2 separate regions of the Mus musculus genome follow, and region 2 is linked to region 1. Evidence: chromatin contacts called from public promoter capture Hi-C data. All regions are on one chromosome and are shown on one strand. Each heading gives the region's core, a stretch centred on a gene start, on an enhancer-like site or on the middle of the called end of the contact. The rest is flanking DNA. Distances are from core to core; before and after follow the strand shown. Region 1 overlaps Cdh3 (cadherin 3). Region 2 overlaps Chtf8 (CTF8, chromosome transmission fidelity factor 8).

Region 1 (5,287 bases), core at 1,299-3,798:
AAGGCCTAAGAGGAAGGCTTCTTGCTGCTGGGTGCACTGGATGAGGCACCTGTCCCTCTGTCAACTGTCATTTTCCCTCTGTTTCCAGCTCAAATCTAATAAGGACAGAGGCACCAAGATTTTCTACAGCATCACAGGGCCTGGCGCAGACAGTCCCCCCGAAGGAGTCTTCACCATAGAGAAGGAGTCGGGCTGGCTGTTGTTGCATATGCCACTGGACAGGGAGAAGATTGTCAAGTACGAGGTAAATAGCCTTTAGCTCCCAGTGTAGACACATTTTTCTGAGGCAGGCACAAGGTCTGGGGAGGTGGGGACACTAGCTGACCCCGGACCTCTGTGCCCACAGCTTTATGGCCACGCTGTATCTGAGAATGGTGCCTCTGTAGAGGAGCCCATGAACATATCCATCATTGTGACAGACCAGAATGACAACAAGCCCAAGTTCACTCAAGACACCTTCAGAGGGAGTGTTCTGGAGGGAGTAATGCCTGGTAAGAAGGGTGGGGAGGGGCTATTCTGGACCAGGGGTGAGTCCAGATGGAGTTGGGGTCAGCTTCTGTAAATCAGCCCAGACCTTCATGGCTGTGTGGCCGATCTGCTCATCCTATTCCCTGTGTGCCCCATGAGTCCTGGTCAAGCCTTCCCTGCAGCAGGTTCTGGCATTTACATTTGAAACCTTCTGCTCTGAGCTCAGCCAGCCTTAGGAGCTGCAGAAACTCAGGCTTGAGTCTGAACTTTGTCTCTTTACTGCCTGTGACCATAGGCATGACCTCTGGGCTTCAATCTAAATGGGAGGAGTATCAACCTTAAAATACTACAGGGATTAGAAATAGCACATGCCACTGACGGTGTGGCTCAGGGGTAGAACACATGCTGCGTGTATGACAGGCCCTGGGCACCAGCAAAGAAAGAGAGACAGAGTCAGAGACAGACAGAGAGACAGAGAGAGAGCACAAGCTTGCCCATGCATCGTGTGTGTACTGCATACTGTGGAGCACCCAGCCGGAAGTTCTGCAGCCAGGAACTTGGGGTGATTAGAGTGTGATTTGCAGAAACCGAAGTAGGTTGCCATCCCTAGGGCAGAGATGACGAGAGGGGAATAGATTCTGCTCGGCAGCAGGTTCCGGGAGACAGAAGGGGCTCTCTTCCTGTTTGGAGTGCTCTGGACTGCCCACCACTTGGCTTTTCAGAAATGAGTTGACCAGAGATTGCCAATAACAGAAATTCCCACTACTAAAACATTGATTTTTATTTTTTTGATTTTTTTTGGTGACAAGATCTCCCCCTATAGCCCAGGCTAGCCTCAAAGTTGTGATCCTCCTGCCTTAACCTCCTGAGTCCAAGCCTGCACCAACACTGTTGGTCTTACTGTATAGCTCTGGCTAGTCTGGAACACACCATGTAGATCAGGCTAGCCTTGAACTCACAGAAAATCACATGCCCCCCACCTCCCGTGGCTGAGAAGACAAGTGTGCACCACCTGCCCAGCTTTTAAGTCTTCTATTTTGTTGTGTGGTGAGTTTGTTCATTTGAAACATAGTGTAACTATGTAGCTGTGTAGCCTTGGTTGGTCTGGAACTTACTATGTAGACCAGGCTAGCTTAAACAGTCCAAACAAGATGAAAACTTGGTTTTTTCCTTTGGTTATACTCAGAAAGCTTAGAAGCAGTTGATCCAGGTGCCAGTGGGGCTTCAGTTAAAGGGCAAGGGATTCCTGTCTTGTTATTCTGTTTTGGCCTCTGTTTCCACAGTTAGCTCTCGTGGCTGCTAGAGCCATTACATTTAGTCTGTGTGTGTGCGCGCACGAGCGCGTGTGAACAACAACTTCGTTACTATTTGTTTAAGACAGACTCTCCCTACTCCATAATCAAGGCCAGGCTTGAGCTTACACACAGCCCTCCTGCTTCAGCCTCCCGAAATTGGGATTACAGGCTTGAGTCACCAGCTACAAGTACATTCTTTTTTTTTTAAATTAACTTCCTCCAAACATGTATGTATCCCATTATCAGAAGTCATTGCCATGGTCACCCCACTGCTGGAAGAATGGGAGATAGTGTTTGTCCCCAGGGTCTGTGAGCGGCCTAACCTGAGCATCCAGTTCCCTGCAAAAAAAGACAGGATGGCAAGTTCCAGGAAACAGGCTGCCACCCAGCAGGGGTGCCGGGCAGAAATTCACAGGGATCCAGAGCCGGCAAGGCTGCCTCTGGGCTGAGAGGGAAAGGTGCTCAGTGTTCCCTCCCCCCCCCCAACCCCCCAACCCCGGCAGGCACTTCTGTGATGCAGGTGACAGCCACAGATGAGGACGATGCTGTCAACACTTACAATGGGGTGGTGGCTTACTCCATCCATAGCCAAGAGCCGAAGGAGCCACACGACCTCATGTTCACCATCCATAAAAGCACGGGAACCATTAGCGTCATATCCAGTGGCCTGGACCGAGAGGTGAGTAGCCTTCGGGAAGGTACTACCCTCAGAGGCCTGACTCAGAGTGGAAACCTGTGCCTGCCCCAAGGTCAAGGCAGGGCAGTGGAGACCAGGATCACCTGGATTGGCTTGGCTGCTGCTGCGTTTACCTCTGCTATTCCACATCCTTTGGGCTAGTGGCCTGCTGGCTAGATCCCCTGGGGGTGAGGAGGCAGCTGTAAAATGTGGGCTTTTGAGCTTTTCTCATTTCCTGTCCGAACGGCTCATTTAGTTTGCATGTCGCCTGGATTTGTCCCCTGTGGGCCACAAAGTAGAACTAGCTCCGTGGATATTGGAATTACCTTCTGTTTCCTAATTAATATCAAGTTCCTGTGTGGAGCAGCTGAAGGTTGAGTAGTGCCTGGGTTTCCCCAGGATAGCCCAGGAGAGCTATTGGGCTATCTACTGCCCCTCCCTCCCCCAGTCATATATAATTGTACCTTCCCTGGAAGTGGGTAAGGGGTGAGCCAGGGAATTGAGAAACAGCGAAAGTGGGGAGGGGCTGCTGCTCCCACCTCTGTACCCCAAGGCAGTTTCTCGTTACCCAGGTGGCCGGCCTCTCGCATCGGACTAACTGTGAGCTCTTTGCTCCTTTCTCCCCTAGAAAGTCCCTGAGTACAGACTGACCGTCCAGGCCACAGACATGGATGGAGAGGGCTCTACCACGACGGCAGAGGCCGTTGTGCAAATCCTTGATGCCAACGATAACGCTCCGGAGTTTGAGCCGCAGAAGGTAACGCCCCTTCTTTCCTGCGTGCGACATCACATGAAGGACTGAGGTTGGCTGCTTCTCAGAAACCGACCCATGCTACCACCAACCGAGTCCCAGACCTGTCGCTTGCTGACTGTGTAGCCTTAAGTAAACTGCCTAGCCTCTCTGTGCCCAGTTTCTTAATCTCTGAAATGGAGATAATGATAAATACTGGATCCACTGTTGGGACATTTTGGAGAAATGATCTGTGGACAGTTCTTTCCAGTCTTCAGGTGATACGGGGCTTGGTGTGGAAACATATTTACCTCATATCTGTCCTGCCCATAAGTACTTACATAGCTCCTGGGACAGGAAGCTCAATGCCAGGACTGGAGAGGGGCAAGAACCCAGATGGCCTGAGTTTGAGCCCCAGGGCTCACTTGGCAGAAGGAGAGAGCTGACCTTGCCCTTGGACTTTTACAAATTTACCACGGCACCCACACCCACCCCTACCCCCTGCCCCATTTGTACATGCAGTATAATAATTAAAAAGAAAAAAAAGTTTCAAATCAGTTAAGGTGACCCGGCACCCCTGCATGTGTTTGCAGACCTAGCTTTGGACTGTTACCTAGGCCTCCTTAAAAATTAGCCCTAGGGACACTGCCCTGATTGTGAAGTGTTGACTATGCAAGCCTGGTACCTGGGTAAAAAGCCACCTGTGGTGGCCCCCACTCATCTCCATTGTTGGGGAGGTGGAAGTGGGGTTCCTGGGGCTCCCTGGCTTGTGTCAGGAAATGCGGTGGACAGCTTCTGAGGAACTGTAATTACCTGAAGGCGTCCTCTCGCATGCTGTAATTACAATGTTGGGGGCGGGGGGAATAATGACAGGAGCATCAGGAATTCAGGGTCCTCTTCCACTCCATGTCAAATTCAGGTCCAACCTGGGCTACATGAGACTATCTTTTAAAAAAAAACAGACAAACAAACAAAAAACCTATTAAAAAAGAACCAAAAAACTATTCCCCCATCTGTTACCTGCCCCCAAACTTCCTAGCCAGTGCCTGCAGCACAGTGAGGCACCTGTCCTTGTCATCTTCTTCTTGGAGCCTCTGCTCTCTGCCAACTGGGTGGCTATGCACAGCTGGGTTTGTGTACCCAGACTGGGGAGAGTCCCAAGCTTCAGGACCCCTGGAGAAGGAAAGTTGGTCCAGAATCTGTGACCTTGTCCCCAGAGCTGTGCTGATGGTTGGGATTGTCTTTCTGTGCCTGCGAGTGTCCTGGAAATCTTTACAGGTCAAAAGTCCAGACATGTGAGCAGGCCACGGGGCTTCCCAGCAGTGACAGAAGCTTCCCAGCTGCCTGCCCGGAGGGACAGCTCCTCGCTCTGTTCAGATCTCACCGTGTCCCGCCCCTCTCTCCCCACAGTATGAGGCTTGGGTGCCTGAGAACGAAGTGGGCCATGAGGTACAGAGGCTGACAGTGACTGATCTCGATGTCCCCAACTCGCCAGCGTGGCGTGCCACCTACCACATCGTGGGAGGTGATGATGGGGACCATTTCACCATCACCACTCACCCAGAGACCAACCAAGGCGTCCTGACAACCAAGAAGGTAAGTCTGTTTGCGCCTCTAGGACAAAGGGATCCCTCCTCCCCAGGCCGCTTCCCTTGGGCCACTCACTGGGGACTGCACCAAGACAGTGGCTCCTGGTACCGCCAGGAGAATGGTGCTCTTGTGCTGAGAATCCCTTATTAGGGCTTTTGAAACAGGTTCAGTAAGGATTTTGGTTTTGGCAGGGGTGGGTGGCGGTGTTCCTGCAGGTTGGGGTACTATGGCGGTATTGGAGATCAAGCTTAGGGCCTTTTCTTTTTATGGCCTTTTTATCAGGACACAGAGCAAGATGGGGTAAAATCGTCTTTGGGAACAGGGCCTGGTGGTTCACACCTATGAGCCTACACATTGGTGGTGGGACCAAGGTCATTCTCAACTACTGAGACCAGCCTGAGCTGAAAACAAAAAAGGCCCAAATGAGTAAACACTTGAATAAAATCGATCCTTTGAGAGACAAGCTCATGGACGTAATGTCACGTGTCTGGAATCCCTGCTTTTAAGATGCTTGCTTGGCTGGAGAGA
Region 2 (5,287 bases), core at 921-3,420, 350 kb after region 1:
TTGGTGGAGCTTGCTTTACTGAGGCATAAGGCAGGGAAAGAAAAGCCCCCTCACCTCAGTGGTGTAATGTAGGTCTCCCAGGAGGTTTCCAGCTAATCCGGTGCTGTAGCGAGCCTCGATCTCCCCCTGTAGCTCCATCAGCACCCATTCTGCCAGGCCTTCAGCCCCCGTACTGAAAGTAAAGGGCTGGCGGTTACAATATTTTTGAGCGGTGAAGGATGAGTAGTGTCCTACACCTACACCACCATTAGAAGCCCAAAGGAACTCTGTTGAATACAAGTTCTCGGGAAACTGGGCAGTACTGAGAACTGAAATATAGATTGTAATGCAAGAATGTATAGAAGATGTACCTGAGGACCCTAATTCCTTCAGAAGAATGTAAAACCAGTATAGCCCTTAACACTCAAGCTAAGTAAAATCTTAAAATGTACTCACCTGGAAATAACAATTTGCACCATGAGCCTTCCTTCTTTAAAAATGCAACTGAAAAACTAGAGGGGGGGAAAAAAACCTTTTAGGATAGCAATAATTATAAATAATTATATTTATCACTTAATTGTATGATAGGCACTTTCCCCACTTTCAGACAGGTCTCTAGTGCACGCTACCCTTGAACTCCCTATGGCTGAGGCTGACCTTTAACTTCGGATTCTCCTGCCAGTCTCACAAATGCTAGGTCAGCATTCTGCCAACTGAGTTTTACACTTCCAGCCCAATGTGTGGCAGGAACTTAGAATTCTAAGTGCTTTTAAACATGTTACTCTATTGCTCTAGCAATGTCAAAAGGGTTAGGCTTTCTTGCTGTTTCTGAACATATAGATTACAGTTGTTAATGACAATCATTGGACTGGTGATCCACTCAGGTGTATTACAACAAATGGTAAGGCAATTTTTTTTTTTTTTTTTGAGACAGGGTTTCTTTCACTATGTAACTCTGGTGATCCTGAAACTGTGTAGACCAGACTAACCTTGACTCATAGAGATCCATCTGCCTCCCCAGTTGTGTGTTTAAAGGATTGTGCCACGTGCCTAGTAGTAAGCTGATTTCTAATGTAACTCAGCTACAGACTACCTTTCACTTAGCTGAGGGAGGGAGTTCCTGTATCTTCACATTATACAACAGCGCCACCAGGTGGCAATTTGGAGCACCCTAAAAGCCTGCTGCTAGCTGGCTTCATTTTCCCTTGTACCTGCCATTAACAGAGATTGAATTGGGGAATCAAAGCTACAGTGTTTGGTTGTCTCTTGAATGAGACAATATATAGTGTTACCAGTCATGGTACAAAAAGCCAACAGATTTTATAATTGTACTCAAAACGCAGAAAAAATATTAATCAGGATTTTTTTTCTGGCCTGGGGCTTGGTATAGCATATTCTTAACCTCAGCTTCTAGAGAGCTAGGTCGACAAGGGGCAGCTGCCATTTGAGGGGTTTCTTTACTGGTTCTTGTCGCTTTGGACCTCCAGTAGGCTTATATCATGACAGAACCTCTTTCCAGAGCACCAAACACACTGGGTCAGCAGTTAACATATTTTAAATGTTTACTATGGACTACATGCTATGCACATGTGTACATGGTATCTCAACCAACACAGCAACTCTAATGATAACCATTTATTCCTATTTTGCATTTGAGGCTACTGGGTCATATACAAATAAAAATCATGTATTCATATGTGGTACACACTCAACTAGAGTATAGAGAGCAAAGACAAGAAACTAGCCCATCTAGTTACTTAAAAGTCACTACTTAATTTTCCCTTCCTAAAGGACAGAACCAGGTATCAGCAAGAATGAAGAGGAATCAGGAGAGCGTGCAGCCAGGAACATGTGTAAGTGCTGTTCACATCAGCACAAGGGCACCAACACTAGATCTGTGAGCTAGTGAGTCTCTGTACCCAAAGAGGCTGTGGCCCTACCGAGAAAAGGCAAAGATCTTTGTGCTTATAAGACCCTTTGCAGAACTTAACTTTTGAGACCAGGTCCATCTTTGAATTTCCAATCCCTCTGTTTTAATCTCATACACTGGATCAAAAGCACTGAGTCCTGCTGCCAGAGCATCTCCAAAGTGAATCAATCCAAATTCAAAAGGCTGAGTTCCGGTTCCAGCTTGTAAGGTGGAAAGCTACTGTATGATCACGCTCAGGTCACTAAATGACTAGGTCGCTGACACCTAGATGATGACTCACTAGTGTGATGACTAAATATAACTCATGCAAGACTTTAGACTCCTATTGAGAATAGCTAATATTTTAGATTGGGAAGTAAGCAATTCAGCATTTGACAGTCTAACTTTGATTATAATTCATAAAGATTGTAAAAGGCCAAGGCTGCACAGACCAAGTTCTTTCAAATAAGCTTTTGTTGACTGATACTGTGTATGATGTGTAAGCTGCAAAAAAAAAGTGGCCTAAAAAAAGCAATAAAGAATTCACATCTGTGAACATCATATTCTAAACATGGGGAAGAAGATAATACTCTACGTCCTGGATCCAGGAAGATGGCTCAGACATGCGAGTATGAACACCTGAGCTCCACTCTCCAGTGCCCATGAAGACACTAAACATACAGCACTAGCATCTGCAACCGCAGTGGCTTTCTGAGACAGGAGGCAAAGGAAAACTCCAAAGCCTGAAGGGTTGCAGTGGAACCAAGACTTTGTGTCTCAGGCAGAAGACAAGACTGATACTTACTGACCTCTACACATGCACATATGCTACACACACATACCAAAATACGCTTCCTGAAAATTTCAATTTTCCTGTGCTTTTTATCCACAGGAAATAGACAGTATGGCTGCCAAATTTTCTCAGTGAATTCTCTGCTTCCTGGACAGACTATCAGAATAAGAATTCACAATGAACTAAGAAAAGCAGACACCTGACCTCTGATTTGGGGTAGCACTTGCAAACCTACCCATGCAGGTTCAACTGAAAACATACATCTTTATATACAGCTGCAGGAAGCCTTGCCTGAGTTATTTCTATTGATCCTGGCAAACACCTAGCAATGCCTTGGAAACAGTAACTGTGTGGCTTACAGCCTGGCCATTCTGTTGCTGTACCCCATCAACCCTGTAAAATGTTTTATGCTAAATCAAATTAGGTGACTTACACGGATATAAAAGGAAATGTGTCAGTCTAGCTTAGAGACACCTGTATATCCATATGATTATACCTATGTGATCTCTCTGTGTGTGTGTGTGTGTGTGTGTGTGTGTGTGTGTGTGTGTGTGTATCTCAGGGCTTGAGATTTCCTGTAGCATCTATTACTCCTGTTCTTGCTCCTTGAGGTCACCAGAAAACTGTCCATGGGGCTAGCTTACATATTGATTTGAGAGCACAACCGACAGAGGTAACAGGAGTATGACCACGTGTCCCAATTAGCATACATTTTATTCAAAGGGTCTCAAAAGCCAGGTGTGGTGCTATGCATCTGTAATCCCTGCCCTTCAGGCTGAGGCAGGACAACTCAGGAAGACCCTGTCTCCAACAACAAAGGTGGGTGTGAGGGAAACTTAAAAAGAGGTGAAGCCTCGTACAAGCAGAACACCTACAATCTGAGAACATGTTTCCAAGTAGAAAAAAAATTTAAACATAATATTAGGCTGCTAGTATCAAATGTCAAGATTTCTCAGTTTTCGGGCTATTCATCTGCTAAATCAATGCAAAGATTCCAATATCTGAAGCACTTGTGTGAATTTCCAATGCTGTTTAAGAAGCCAAATTCTGGTAATAGTAACAAATAACAAAAATGTTACAATGAAAATTCTGTGTGGCATCAATTTCTGAGTCTTCAGTCTCACTTCATGCTAACACTAAGAATCGACCAGTTTCTAGGACTAAGATTTGCCTTGATTAGAAAGCAGCACAGTGTTACCAATACCAAAAGATTTCATCTCCATACTCTTTGGACTGCTTACTGGATTATCTCATCCCATCCTGACAACCAGCTCAAGTTAGGCATGGTTATCAAACTCCCTTTCAGGTAACAAGGCTTAGAAAAGCTGAAGGCTAAGCAATTGGTCGCATAGCTAATTAATAACCAGTAAAGCAGGATGTGACTTTAGCCATTCCACTGTGTGGTCTGCACACCAGCCCTCCTCATACACAACTTCTGAGATCCATCTACCTTGCAATTGCCCTCATTCTCCTGCAAATCTGAAAGAAGCCTTGTCCCTTGCAATGAAAGCAGCTAAAATCCAAGCTGATACATCAAAGTAGCTGATAAACTATTACCTTATCCATGTTTAGGCTTTAAAAGTCAAATTCAATGCCACCTTCAAGATTCAAAATTATACCCTAAACCCTCTCTCTACCCCTCATCAAGGAAAAAAAGAAGTCATGAAGACTGAGGACTTTTTTGCCGTGGGTTCACTTTAATCTCTGACCAAACCCAATTCTCATCCTCTGCTCTCTAAATCATTACATATTAAAGGATTACTAATGTCTTAGAGAACAGCCTGATCAGTGACCCTCATAATGGTAACTTCCCAAAATAAAATGTGGTGTAAGTATGGTATGTACCCAACCATACAAACAGAAAAACAAAGGACTGTGATTCAATGATTTAAATCTAATGACACAAAATCTTCTATGACTAAATCATGTTTTATAAATGTCCATTTTATTAGCCTGGTCTACAGACTGAATTCCAGGACTGCCAGGGATATACAGAGAAACCTGGTCTCAAAGGAAAAAAAATCCATTACAATGTATCTAAACACTTTGTGTGGTCTGCTAAAGATTAAACCAGTGAACAAGATAGACACTATCTCTACCTGTATTTTTGAATTTTGTCTGTTTTAAAGGGAATATGTTCTAATTCTTCAAAACTATACTTTAAAATTTTTCTTTAAAAAATTAGGATAAAGTGGCTTAACCATTTCATAGTAAAAAAAGTTAGCTGTTTCCTAGAATATGTCAAGTAGAACATCACTACCACCAAATTGGTAACTACTGTGAATGTTTACAATGGACAAAATAGGCTATAAAAACAGTAGGTCATCAAAGTCAACTTTATACAACTGGAGAACAATTCAAAGGCTTTAGGCAGGGTTTACTGAGATGCTTCAGGGCTTAAACTCTGGAAAGTCATTTCTCTAAATATGACAACTATTTCTCTATGTGCCTTTCTAGCAAACAACCAACCTTGTGAGTTTTATATATGACTGAATACAAATCATTTTTATTACCAGTGTCATGGTGGTTGTGTGACTGAAGGGGATGTTTGACCCAGTTTTCTAAGGAGAACTTGTCTCTTAATAGAGTTGTTACTAAGTCTAAAC

What was found. Promoter capture Hi-C pulls out the DNA fragments that hold promoters and counts their contacts.
Region 2: a contact with region 1 is called in a promoter capture Hi-C map of trophoblast stem cells, with 4 times the contacts expected there. The contact joins two enhancer-like sites. A contact is called at or near these places in 18 of 39 promoter capture datasets (the 3T3-L1 cell line, the C10 cell line, the HPC-7 cell line and 7 more), 1 of 15 datasets of contacts at CTCF or cohesin (embryonic stem cells), 18 of 484 Hi-C or Micro-C datasets (CD4 T cells, CD8 T cells, the HL-1 cell line and 8 more), 4 of 115 datasets of contacts at active chromatin or transcription factors (the 230-238 cell line, acute myeloid leukemia, embryonic stem cells and 1 more) and 1 of 9 other capture datasets (embryonic stem cells).

The regions. Positions count from the first base shown.
Region 1 is chr8:106,536,728-106,542,014 of GRCm38.p6, forward strand. Cdh3 (cadherin 3) reads left to right here. Exons shown (of 16, transcript NM_001037809.5): 5 at 89-244; 6 at 347-491; 7 at 2,267-2,442; 8 at 3,068-3,196; 9 at 4,580-4,765. Among named protein-coding and RNA genes, the nearest start is that of Cdh3, 29 kb to the left of the region's middle. Within about 2 kb of position 2,549, at least 9 of the 459 cell types and tissues checked have an H3K27ac peak or open chromatin away from gene starts, as enhancers often do. A contact at or near this core is called in trophoblast stem cells, where this site is marked.
Region 2 is chr8:106,886,866-106,892,152 of GRCm38.p6, forward strand. It overlaps Chtf8 (CTF8, chromosome transmission fidelity factor 8), which reads right to left. Exons shown (of 4, transcript NM_145412.4): 2 at 436-491; 3 at 55-172. The coding sequence starts at 458. Derpc (DERPC proline and glycine rich nuclear protein) reads right to left here. Exons shown (of 3, transcript NM_001378379.1): 2 at 436-491. Among named protein-coding and RNA genes, the nearest start is that of Chtf8, 4.1 kb to the right of the region's middle. Within about 2 kb of position 2,171, at least 20 of the 459 cell types and tissues checked have an H3K27ac peak or open chromatin away from gene starts, as enhancers often do. A contact at or near this core is called in trophoblast stem cells, where this site is marked.